Linked DNA regions of Mus musculus: region 2 is linked to region 1. A link is a contact called in public promoter capture Hi-C data. All regions are on one chromosome and are shown on one strand. Each heading gives the region's core, a stretch centred on a gene start, on an enhancer-like site or on the middle of the called end of the contact. The rest is flanking DNA. Distances are from core to core; before and after follow the strand shown.

Region 1 (4,693 bases), core at 881-3,380:
CAGAAGGCCATGGATTCAATCACGGGAAGGGCAAAAAAGTTAATACTGCAAAGATGATTTTGAAAAGAACACCCTTGCAGGGCGTTATTGCCGCGCCTTTAATCCTACCATTTGGGAGGCTGAAGCAGGTTTATCTCTGAGTTCCAGGCTAGACAGGTCTGCAGAGTGAGCTTGCCTCAAAAGTTTTTGTTTTGGAGACAGGGTAGCCCTGTCTGTCCTGGAACTCAATTTGTAGCCCAGGCTGGCCTCAAACTCAGAAATCTGCCTGCCTCTGCCTCCCGAGTGCTGAGATTAAAGGCGTGCACCAACACGCCCGGCTTCAAAAGTTTTAAACAACCATAATTTTCCTGAAACAACTTATTTCTTCAACCAAAACCACTTTCTCAAGATTTCCACCAAGGCTTTCCAAAGGAATCAATCAGCCTGCTTAGCTGTCTCCCAATGTGTAGACCCACAGCCCCAAGACACTGAGTAGACTTGTGGACCCAAAAGTCACACTTAACAGTCCGCATTTATGGAGCCTTCCGTAGGTCAAGTACTTATCCCACCTAACCAACAAGAGGCAGCTTGTACCACCGTACTTTACAGTTAAGGAGATTTTTAGTGAATGCTGCTGGTCAGTACGCAATCTGGTCCCCAAAACGCAGTCTATAAATCCAAGATGCATTCTTCGCATTACTCTACCTAGCCATCGGACAAAAACACACTCTCCTTATCTCCCCACGTGAAGAAAACGATGAGGCTACTTGGGGCCTACGGGCTCAAAAAGTCCTGGAAGTCCTATAATGAGTATTAAAGGATGTACGTCTAATTCATTAGTCTCCGACCATATATAACTACGAAAAATTAAAAAACTCATTTAGAAATTCGAGAGAATGGAGTAACTGACTGACTGCAGCCCCCAAGAAAGCGAAACAAAAAAGGCCAGATTATTCCAACAAATGTGCTTTCAGACTATATATTGAAAAATAAAGAGTCTCTGTAAATTCATGGGTGGATCACATGTCCATGACTTCCCAAGGCGTGCCAAGATTTCCCTCCGGTAAAACTCTTTGAAGATGTCGCAGGTATGAAATAAGACTGAGCCACGTGAGGAGCGCAGCCCTTTGGACTCCCCCGCACTTTGTCTAGCATTCACTCATATCTTGGAAGCACCAGAGCAAAGCTGCCAAGAGGGTTTAAGAATGCAAGGACGACACCCCACTGTGCTAGTGCTGGGGCAGCACCGTCGACGGGTTTGCTGAATAGAGCACCACCGCCTTCGGGGTAGGCACCCGTCTGAAAAGCTAGCAATGAGAGGCACCAAGAGTTCGAAGCCGACCTACCAACTGCAGCAGTCCCCTGTCGTAAACACACATAAAGAATGATTGTTTTCAACGGTGACTGTTATAGAGAAAGGCTCGTGCCTGTTATCACAGCACTAGGTTGAAGCGGGGGGCTGGGGAGGTGGTGGTGGTGCTGGCTGCCACGAGGTCGAGGCTAGCGCGGGTTACAGCCTGAGCTACACAGGAGGACCCTGTCTTCAACACAAGTTGAGTGGGGGGGAATGGAGCTGGGCGTGGTGAGACCTTGAAACTGGAGGATAACCACCTTAACCTGAGCTAAAGACCTGTCTCCCACCCCCCATCCCCCAGAATTACAGAGCTGGGGAAAGGCAAAAAAGTGCTACCCCTCCCCCGAATCAGCATGCATTCCACCGCCAGCAAGATGGAGCCAGGTCGCCTCCAAGATGGAGGCCCGCGGGCACAGGCGGGACCCTGGCCGCAAGAGCGCGACGCCGGGGAGCACTCGGGGGCGCGCGGGGCCCACTCACGTTCTCGAAGCCTGTTCTTGAAGTTGGGGTCACTCCGCCTTTTGCGGTCGAAGTAGATGCAGTACCCGATGAAGAGGGCACCGCACACGCCCGCGGCGATGGCGCTGTTCCGGCCCACCATCTTCGCTCGACTGGGGCGTACGCCGGGCCGCGGCAGCCCGCCTGGCAGCGGTTAGCTCCGACCGATCGGAGCACGCCGGCCGCTCGCAGCCGCCTGCCTCCAGTCCAGACGGAAAAGGCCGAGCGCGAGGACTTCCGGCGCGCGAGGACCCCGGGGGAAGGTCCGCGGCGGGCTGTCCGCGGCGGTGCCTGCGCGGGAACGCCTGGTGCGCACGCGCAGATGGACCCAGTCTGCGCGGCTGAGACGCCAAGCTGGGGGCGGGGCGTGCACTGCAGAAGGATTTGTGCGTCATCCCGTGACCAGGGGGTCAGGGGCAGCACGTGTTTGTGGCGTGCTGAGTCAGAAGCCTCTAATCCACTGTCCTTGCTAATGAAAGACGAAGGTGGGAGCCGGCTGAGAACAGCATCTCATCTCACTGTGTCCTTCAGGAAGCCTGTGACTTGAAGTGCATGCGTTTGCTTTTTAGGTTTTTGAGACGGGCTCTCCCCTTGTAGCATAGTAGGGTCTGGAACTTGCTGTGTAGTCTGCCCTGGCCTCGAACCTGCAATCCTTTTGCCTCATCCTCTGAGCTGTGGTTTTAAAGGAAGACCTGAGCCGCCTGATCTGGCAGTATTTGCTTTGTAAATTGCGTTGTGACTGAGATTAGACACAATGATTGACTGCAAAATAATTTTATGATGTAGCCCTGGTGCGGAGAAGAAAAATGGGTTAATTCGTTCAAAAAAATTTAACCTGTAAGGAATGCAGAAGGGCAAAAAAAAAAAAAAAAAAAGTCTATGGGTGGCCCTGATTTGTGCCGTCATTAAACTGCAGTCTTGTCGTTCTCTCCCTCCTCCACAACCCCCATCAAGATTCCCAACCAGCTCGTTACTAATGCTCGAACCCACCCACCACACTTGTGGCTGGCTTTTGAAGGAAAGGCAGTCTGGTACAGCAACTGCTCCCTTCACTGAGGAAACATCGAAACCTGGGACAGTGACAAGCTATGCTGCAGTCTCTGAGAATTGGGTACAGTGATAAGAGGTAGCCGATGCAAGCCTTTCCTGCACCTCTCATTGTAAGAATGCTTTTTTTTTTCATTTATGCATATGAGTGCTCTACCTGCATGTACACCTTCGTACCAGAAAAGAGCATTAGATAGCATTACAGATGGTCGTGAGCCACCGTGTGGTCGCTGGGAATTGAACTCAGCACCTCTGGAAGAATAGCCAGTGCTCTTAACTGCTGAGCCATCTCTCTAGCCCCTTTAAGGATTTTTTGAAGCTATGTTAAGGGAGAAAAAAAGTTTACAAGAAAAAAATGTTTCATACTCATGACTAATCAGTACTTAGCCAGCACTTTTATAACAAAGCCAACTTCTATCCACTCTTGACCACTTATATACATAGTCTTGTGGCTATTAAGTATTTTATCAGATAGAACGTACCAAGAAATTACACTAAGCATCTTTAGAAAATTTCCTACAAAATACATTTTTTAATGATTTACACAATCATAGTAGCACACACATTCTAAAGGAGGAATTTCAACAGTTACACAGTACCGAATTCCAAAGTATCTAGGGCCAGTGAGATGGCTGAGTGAGTCCATGCTTTGGAAGGAGAAAACTCCAGAGTTTTCTTCTGGCCTCCACATTCACATCATACACATATTAAATAAAGTTACATCTATGCATGTATATAACCTGCTCACTCACAGGAGCTGTAAGTTGTACATAGATTATATATGCACGCACAATCTAATGTTACATCTTTATATAGTTTATGCAAAAATGCTCCAGAGTGATCAGGTAAAATTGCTGAAATTTAACTGAAAAGGTTCTAAATACTGTAAGGAAAACCAACCATAAATTATCCAGTCTTGGATACAGGAAATAGAGCTTTCTCTGCTGTAAAAGCTACACACTTTTATTTATTTTTTAATATTTATTTAATGTGAGTACACGGTAGCTGACTTCAGACACACAGCAGAAGAGTGCATCGGACAGATGGTTGTGAGCCACCATGTGGTTGCTGGGAATTGAACTCAGGACCTCTAGAAGAACAGTCAGTGCTCTTAACCACTGAGCCATCTCTCCAGCCCCACACTTTTATTTTTTACTTGTATATATGTGTGTGTAGGTTATGTTAGTGAAAAAGTGCACAAAGTCTGGGGAGACTAGAGGAGTTGGACCTAGGAGCTCAAGTTACAGACAGTTGTGAACTGCTTGACGTGGGTACTAGGAATTGAACTTAGGTACTCTGAAGAGCAGTGCATGCTCTTAACCAAGAAACCAACTCTCCAGCCTCTAGAGCTATGGGGTTTGTTTGTTTTTTGTTTAAGATTTATTTATGTGTAAGTACACTGTAGTTGTATCCAGACATTCCAGAAGAGAGCATCAGCCAGGCATGGTGGCGCACGCCTTTAATCCCAGCACTTGGGGGGCAGAGGCAGGCGGATTTCTGAGTTCAAGGTCAGCCTGGTCTGCAAAGTGAGTTCCAGGACAGCCAAGGCTATACAGAGAAACCCTGTCTCAAACAAACAAACAACAGAAGAGGGCATCAGATCTCATTACGGATGGTTGCGAGCTACTATGTGGTTGCTGAGATTTGAACTCAGGACCTTTGGAAGAGCAGTCAGTATTCTTAACTGCTGAGCCATCTCTCCAGCCCCTAGAGCTATGTTTTAAAGACCTCATTAGGTTTTCTACATGGCATTTCCCAAAGACAGAACTTTTACAACTAAAAGAGTGAAAACTTATCCTACCCTCTTGCCTACTG
Region 2 (4,693 bases), core at 697-3,196, 1.4 Mb after region 1:
CGCGCTCCGTGTGGCACATCGCCAGGGCTGCCGCCCCCCCCCCCCCCCCCCCCCCGCCGCCGCCACTCTCGTTCCCCTAGCTTTACCCTGGGCGCGGCTATCGCCTAGACCTTGCCTGCAGAGGGCCAACGGCCTCACGACTGCCCCTTCCGCTCGACTCAGGCGTTTGACTCCCGGCCTTCTGGCACGCCCAACCAACCCACCCGGAGTTCCAAAGGGTCGGAGAACCAAAGAGGAAGCTAGGGGCGACTAACCGGGGGCGCTCCGGGGCTGGCTCTCTGCACGCAGGGTTGGCGCTGCGGTGGGGCAGGGAGGGAGAGGCTGCGTTGGAGGCGGGGCTGGTAACCAGGGCCGGAAAGAAGGCTGGACTCTGGAGCCAGTGGGTCCTGCGCGGGAGCCCAGGAGGGAGATCCGCACAACGGACAAGCCTCAATTCAGCGCCCAGCCCAGACATCCAACGCAGAGTCCTGGCCTAGGGCACCAGTGTCCTGAGCGATCTTTCTCCCTGAATGACCCTAGTTTTTCAGCCAAAACCTTTGACCAGAGTCTCCTTGCCAGCATTCCCAAATCTTTGCAACCCCTTGTACCAGGTAGGAGTCAGTCTCTGTGGTGGCAGTATGTCTATAAATGCCACTTCCCAGAAGGCGTATGACCTTTTCACCTTACCCACCAGCTCCTTCGGAGGTCATTGAGCCCGGTATATGTACTTGATCAGAAGCCTCAACCAGTTTATGTCCCTGGGTGTCCTTGCTATTCATAAACCAAAGCCACCTGCTGCAGTTCTCGGAAAGCCCTCGAGGATGGAACCGGACTACATGGGGGAGGGGAGGCACTGGGCAGACACCAGGGACGCACCTCGTAAGTGGGTGGCGTATGAGGCTGGAGGATCAGTAGACACAATTGCCTGTAATCTAAACCTGGCACTAGGAGACCCTTGCAAAGATCATCCTGTCACCCTCACAAGGGGTCGTTGCCAGTCTTATCCTTCCCTCGGTGTGCACAGAAATGGGTCCCTCGACCCCTGATTCAGATTCTTGGAGTTCTACGTGGCTGGTCTGCGACTGTTGGCGGCTGCCCCCTAGCTGAAAGGCGCGCCACCATCCATCCTCCGAGCTCATGTAACCCCAAAGAAGAGGGGACCAAATCTCGGGGAACAATGCAGCCTGAAGCGTCAGGGGTGGGGATGGGGGTATCAGGTACCCATCCTCGCCTTTATGCACGGCGAGGAGACCTTGTTCCGCTGCAGCCAGGGTCCGTGCTCTAAGAAAGTCTGCCTATGCTTTACGTGGCAGACTGGGTCACAGTTCTCTAAGATCAACAGCGTGTCTCGCAGAACAACCAAGGCGTTCTTCTTTTAGTCTAAGTCCTACTCGGAGCGTCCTGGAGCGCCCGACTGCTTCCTGCCCCAAACCTCAGGCTGACACCCAGGAAGTGAAAGCGGGGACTGACAGCGCGATCCACGCCTCCGGGGGCGCCGGTACCTAGGGATTAGGAGTTCCGTGAAGTAGCAGCTAACCCCGGTCTCTCGGAACTCCTTGACTCCAGGATCCTCGCCTACACGAGCAGCCTAGTTCAGTTCTGGGGTGCAGAGATCTCGTCAAGGTAGACTAGCCTGCCACTGGGGCTGGTACCACTTGTACTGCCCCTTCTGACACACATACGTGACCTTGCGCTCTGGGCGCAGACAACCTGCTCCCTAGTGACCTTCTTCCCGCGGAGAGCACAGCAGGGTACCCGGAGGTGGGGTGGAGGGGGGAGCCCAGAGGACCAACCGGGAAAGCACGCGGAGAGAAACTTGTGTCTCTGAATCTCCAGCCAGGCAATCACTGGCAGAGCTGTGCGGGGAGGGGGCGGGAGGAAGGGAGGGAAGGGCTCTGGGAGGGAGGGGGAGGTCGGAGAGAGAGGCGGGTGCCAGTGGAGAAAGTCCTTGCTCTCCCGCTCATCTTTTCATTGCTCTCTCTCCTTCCCGCAGACAACCCGGACCTCCTCTGGGCGCCAGCTCCTCGGCTCCAACCCGTCCAGAATCAAGCGGGATTTTTTTTTTCTTTCCCTCTAGAAATTGGCTTTGGTGTGTCGCCCGCCCTCTCCCCTCCTCCTCGCAACTCCTCCCCTCTTTTTTTTCCTCCTTCTTCTTCTTCCTGAGACATGGCCCGGGCAGTGGCTCCTGGAAGAGGAACAAGTGTGGGAAAAGGGAGAGGAAATCGGAGCTAAATGACAGGATGCAGGCGACTTGAGACACAAAAAGAAAAGCGCTTCTCGCGAATTCAGGCATTGCCTCGCCGCTAGCCTTCCCCGCCAAGACCCGCTGAGGATTTTCTGGTTCTTAGGCGGACTTAAGAGCGTTTCGGATTGTTAAGATTATCGTTTGCTGGTTTTTCGTCCGCGCAATCGTGTTCTCCTGCGGCTGCCTGGGGACTGGCTTGGCGAAGGAGGATGGAGAGGGGGCTGCCGTTGCTGTGCGCCACGCTCGCCCTTGCCCTCGCCCTGGCGGGCGCTTTCCGCAGCGGTAAGTGACAGCCGGAGACGGGAGCAACCAGAGTGCCCGGGGCTGCCGAGTCCCCTCGGGCGAAGGGGTTCCAGCCCCAGCCACGGGACTTCCAGCCCCAGCCACGGGACGCGCGCACGGCTGCCGGGCGCAGGAAACTTGCCTGCGCAAGGAACGGAGAAGTCAGGGCGTCTGGGGCAGGAGGACCACAAACCCTCGGCCCCCTGCTCCAGTTGGTTGCTGGCTTCTCCTGCCTCTGTTTCGAGACAGAGCTGCCTACCTTCCCAGATCAGCACACCAATTATCTTAATAATGTTTCCTCCCAGAGGCAATTAAATGAGACTCCCTTTCAAAAATCTGATGGCTGCTGAGAGTTAATGAACACTTCACCGGGAGGACTTCCTGGTTCTCCTCAAAACACCCCTGCTCGGTTTCCTCTGGTGGGCGACACAGAGAGATAGCGGTCAGTCTTGGCGCTGGAACTCTCCGCTGCCTTTGTAAACCGTCTGTGATCAGTCTGAAGTATGAATGAAAGTCGCACTGTCAATAAAGGCTTTGGATCTATTCAGTGTGAGGTACCAGCGTGTCTGAGAATTCGTAACCCTGTTGCAGCTTCCAGTTGGCTTTTAAAACCACTCACTGTTAAGTAAATGAAAGGCAGTCCTGGGTATAAACAGTGCCTTGGAACATAAAGAGTGTGTTTAAAATGGGATCTGGTACAAATGTGTTCCACGTCCCCTGGAAAGGTGCTGAAGGCTAGGCAAGGGCTGATCGGAACAGTAGATCTTCATCATTATTATTAACTAATAGCTAAATGTTTACTTTGTCTGGCTCAGATTTCAATCAAAGTAATTAGGAGAAAAGTGCATCTACCACTTATTGTAGTATATTGTTTTAATAAGAGCTGAGCGGAGGGCTCTACCAGGAAGAATTTAAATCACTCCTTTATGATAGAAGTTAATCTCCTTAATGTGCTTTCCCCAGGTTTTGTGATTTCAACTATAGATCTCCCCCAACAGGTACCAAGCAGTGTTCTCAAAAGATATGCAAAATTTTTGTGAACACGGCTGGAATTCAATTTATTAATGAATTCGAGTTGGCGGCATCTTCCTATATACTCTGGAAGGGAAGCCAAACACTCAAAAAATCATGAATGTGGAGTTCAATTTGTTAATGAACCTGAGTTGGTGGAGTGCTTCTATACTCTGGCAGGGAATGAAATATCTTTTTCCTCTAACAGAAAGAACTCAAATGTTTAGAACTCAAACGGTTATCCTTCATAATGCGTAAGGATGGAGTGGAGGCCCTCAACTTTCCTAATGCTGCAACCCTTTTAGTACAGTTCATGCTGTGGTGACCCCCAACCATAAAATTATTTTTGTTGCTACTTCATAGCTGTAGTTTTGCTACTGTTATAAATCGTAATGTAAATATTTTTGGAGAAAGAGGCTTGCCAAAGGGGTTGAAACCCACAGATAGAGAACAACACTGGGTTAGAGCCATGTTGGGGTACCCAAAAGATGGTCATAATAACCAATGTGAAGAGCATTAAGACTTGTGTGGTACTGAACAACACACACACACACACACACACACACACACACACTTTTTAATTTTCTTAGCAGAAATGTGGGGGATGCTGAGAATCTGGACTCCACTCAACTGAAACCTTATTGCTATGCTTGAGGTGGCCAGGGCTGGCACATGACTCAGTAACTCTCTAGTCCTCTTAAAACCATATCCACCTCCTCCCAGTAAGTGTCTACTAAATTAATTCATTAACCTTATTTAGGACTAATGGTCCACAGTCATTAGGAATCGCTCTCTCCTAATCAAGTGTTAGAGAGACTGAACAGAGTGTGGGAGTCCAGCAGTCCACATTATCTTATTACACTGTCACTTTCTCAGAAGTCACAGATTAAAGTGCTCTGGTATGGTACCAACCCCACCTCACTGTCTTCTGAAGTGACTATCTGTCGACTGTTTTATTTCTCTCTCCTAACAGATGCCATGGTGGCTACACAGAGCTGGAGTGACTTAATGAGCTGGGGGGTGGGGCTGAGGGGGTCACTCTCCAAGATTTCTGCACAAAACAAAATAATGCCAGAGCCTCTGCAGAATCACACCACTGAGCTGGCTAACGTCATTAGCTGAGATTCTGAGCGTTGGTTGCAACATTAGTTCTTCTTGAAGACCTAAAGCTTTTAA

What was found. Promoter capture Hi-C pulls out the DNA fragments that hold promoters and counts their contacts.
Region 2: a contact with region 1 is called in a promoter capture Hi-C map of embryonic stem cells, with 3 times the contacts expected there. The contact joins the promoter of Nrp1 here to the promoter of Tomm20 in region 1. A contact is called at or near these places in 2 of 39 promoter capture datasets (embryonic stem cells and hippocampal neurons) and 1 of 115 datasets of contacts at active chromatin or transcription factors (astrocytes).

Annotation. Positions count from the first base shown.
Region 1 is chr8:126,943,791-126,948,483 of GRCm38.p6, forward strand. It overlaps Tomm20 (translocase of outer mitochondrial membrane 20), which reads right to left and starts at 2,131. Exons shown (of 5, transcript NM_024214.2): 1 at 1,814-2,131. The coding sequence starts at 1,934. LOC115486982 (a long non-coding RNA gene) reads right to left here and starts at 1,807. Exons shown (of 2, transcript XR_003947623.1): 1 at 1-1,807. LOC115487043 (a small nucleolar RNA gene) reads right to left here and starts at 1,190; the gene lies at 1,057-1,190. Rbm34 (RNA binding motif protein 34) reads right to left here. Exons shown (of 11, transcript NM_172762.3): 11 at 3,382-4,693.
Region 2 is chr8:128,357,127-128,361,819 of GRCm38.p6, forward strand. It overlaps Nrp1 (neuropilin 1), which reads left to right and starts at 1,947. Exons shown (of 17, transcript NM_008737.2): 1 at 1,947-2,506. The coding sequence starts at 2,434. A930035F09Rik (a long non-coding RNA gene) reads right to left here and starts at 1,111. Exons shown (of 3, transcript XR_879381.3): 1 at 255-1,111. It overlaps Mir1903 (microRNA 1903), which reads left to right and starts at 2,115; the gene lies at 2,115-2,194.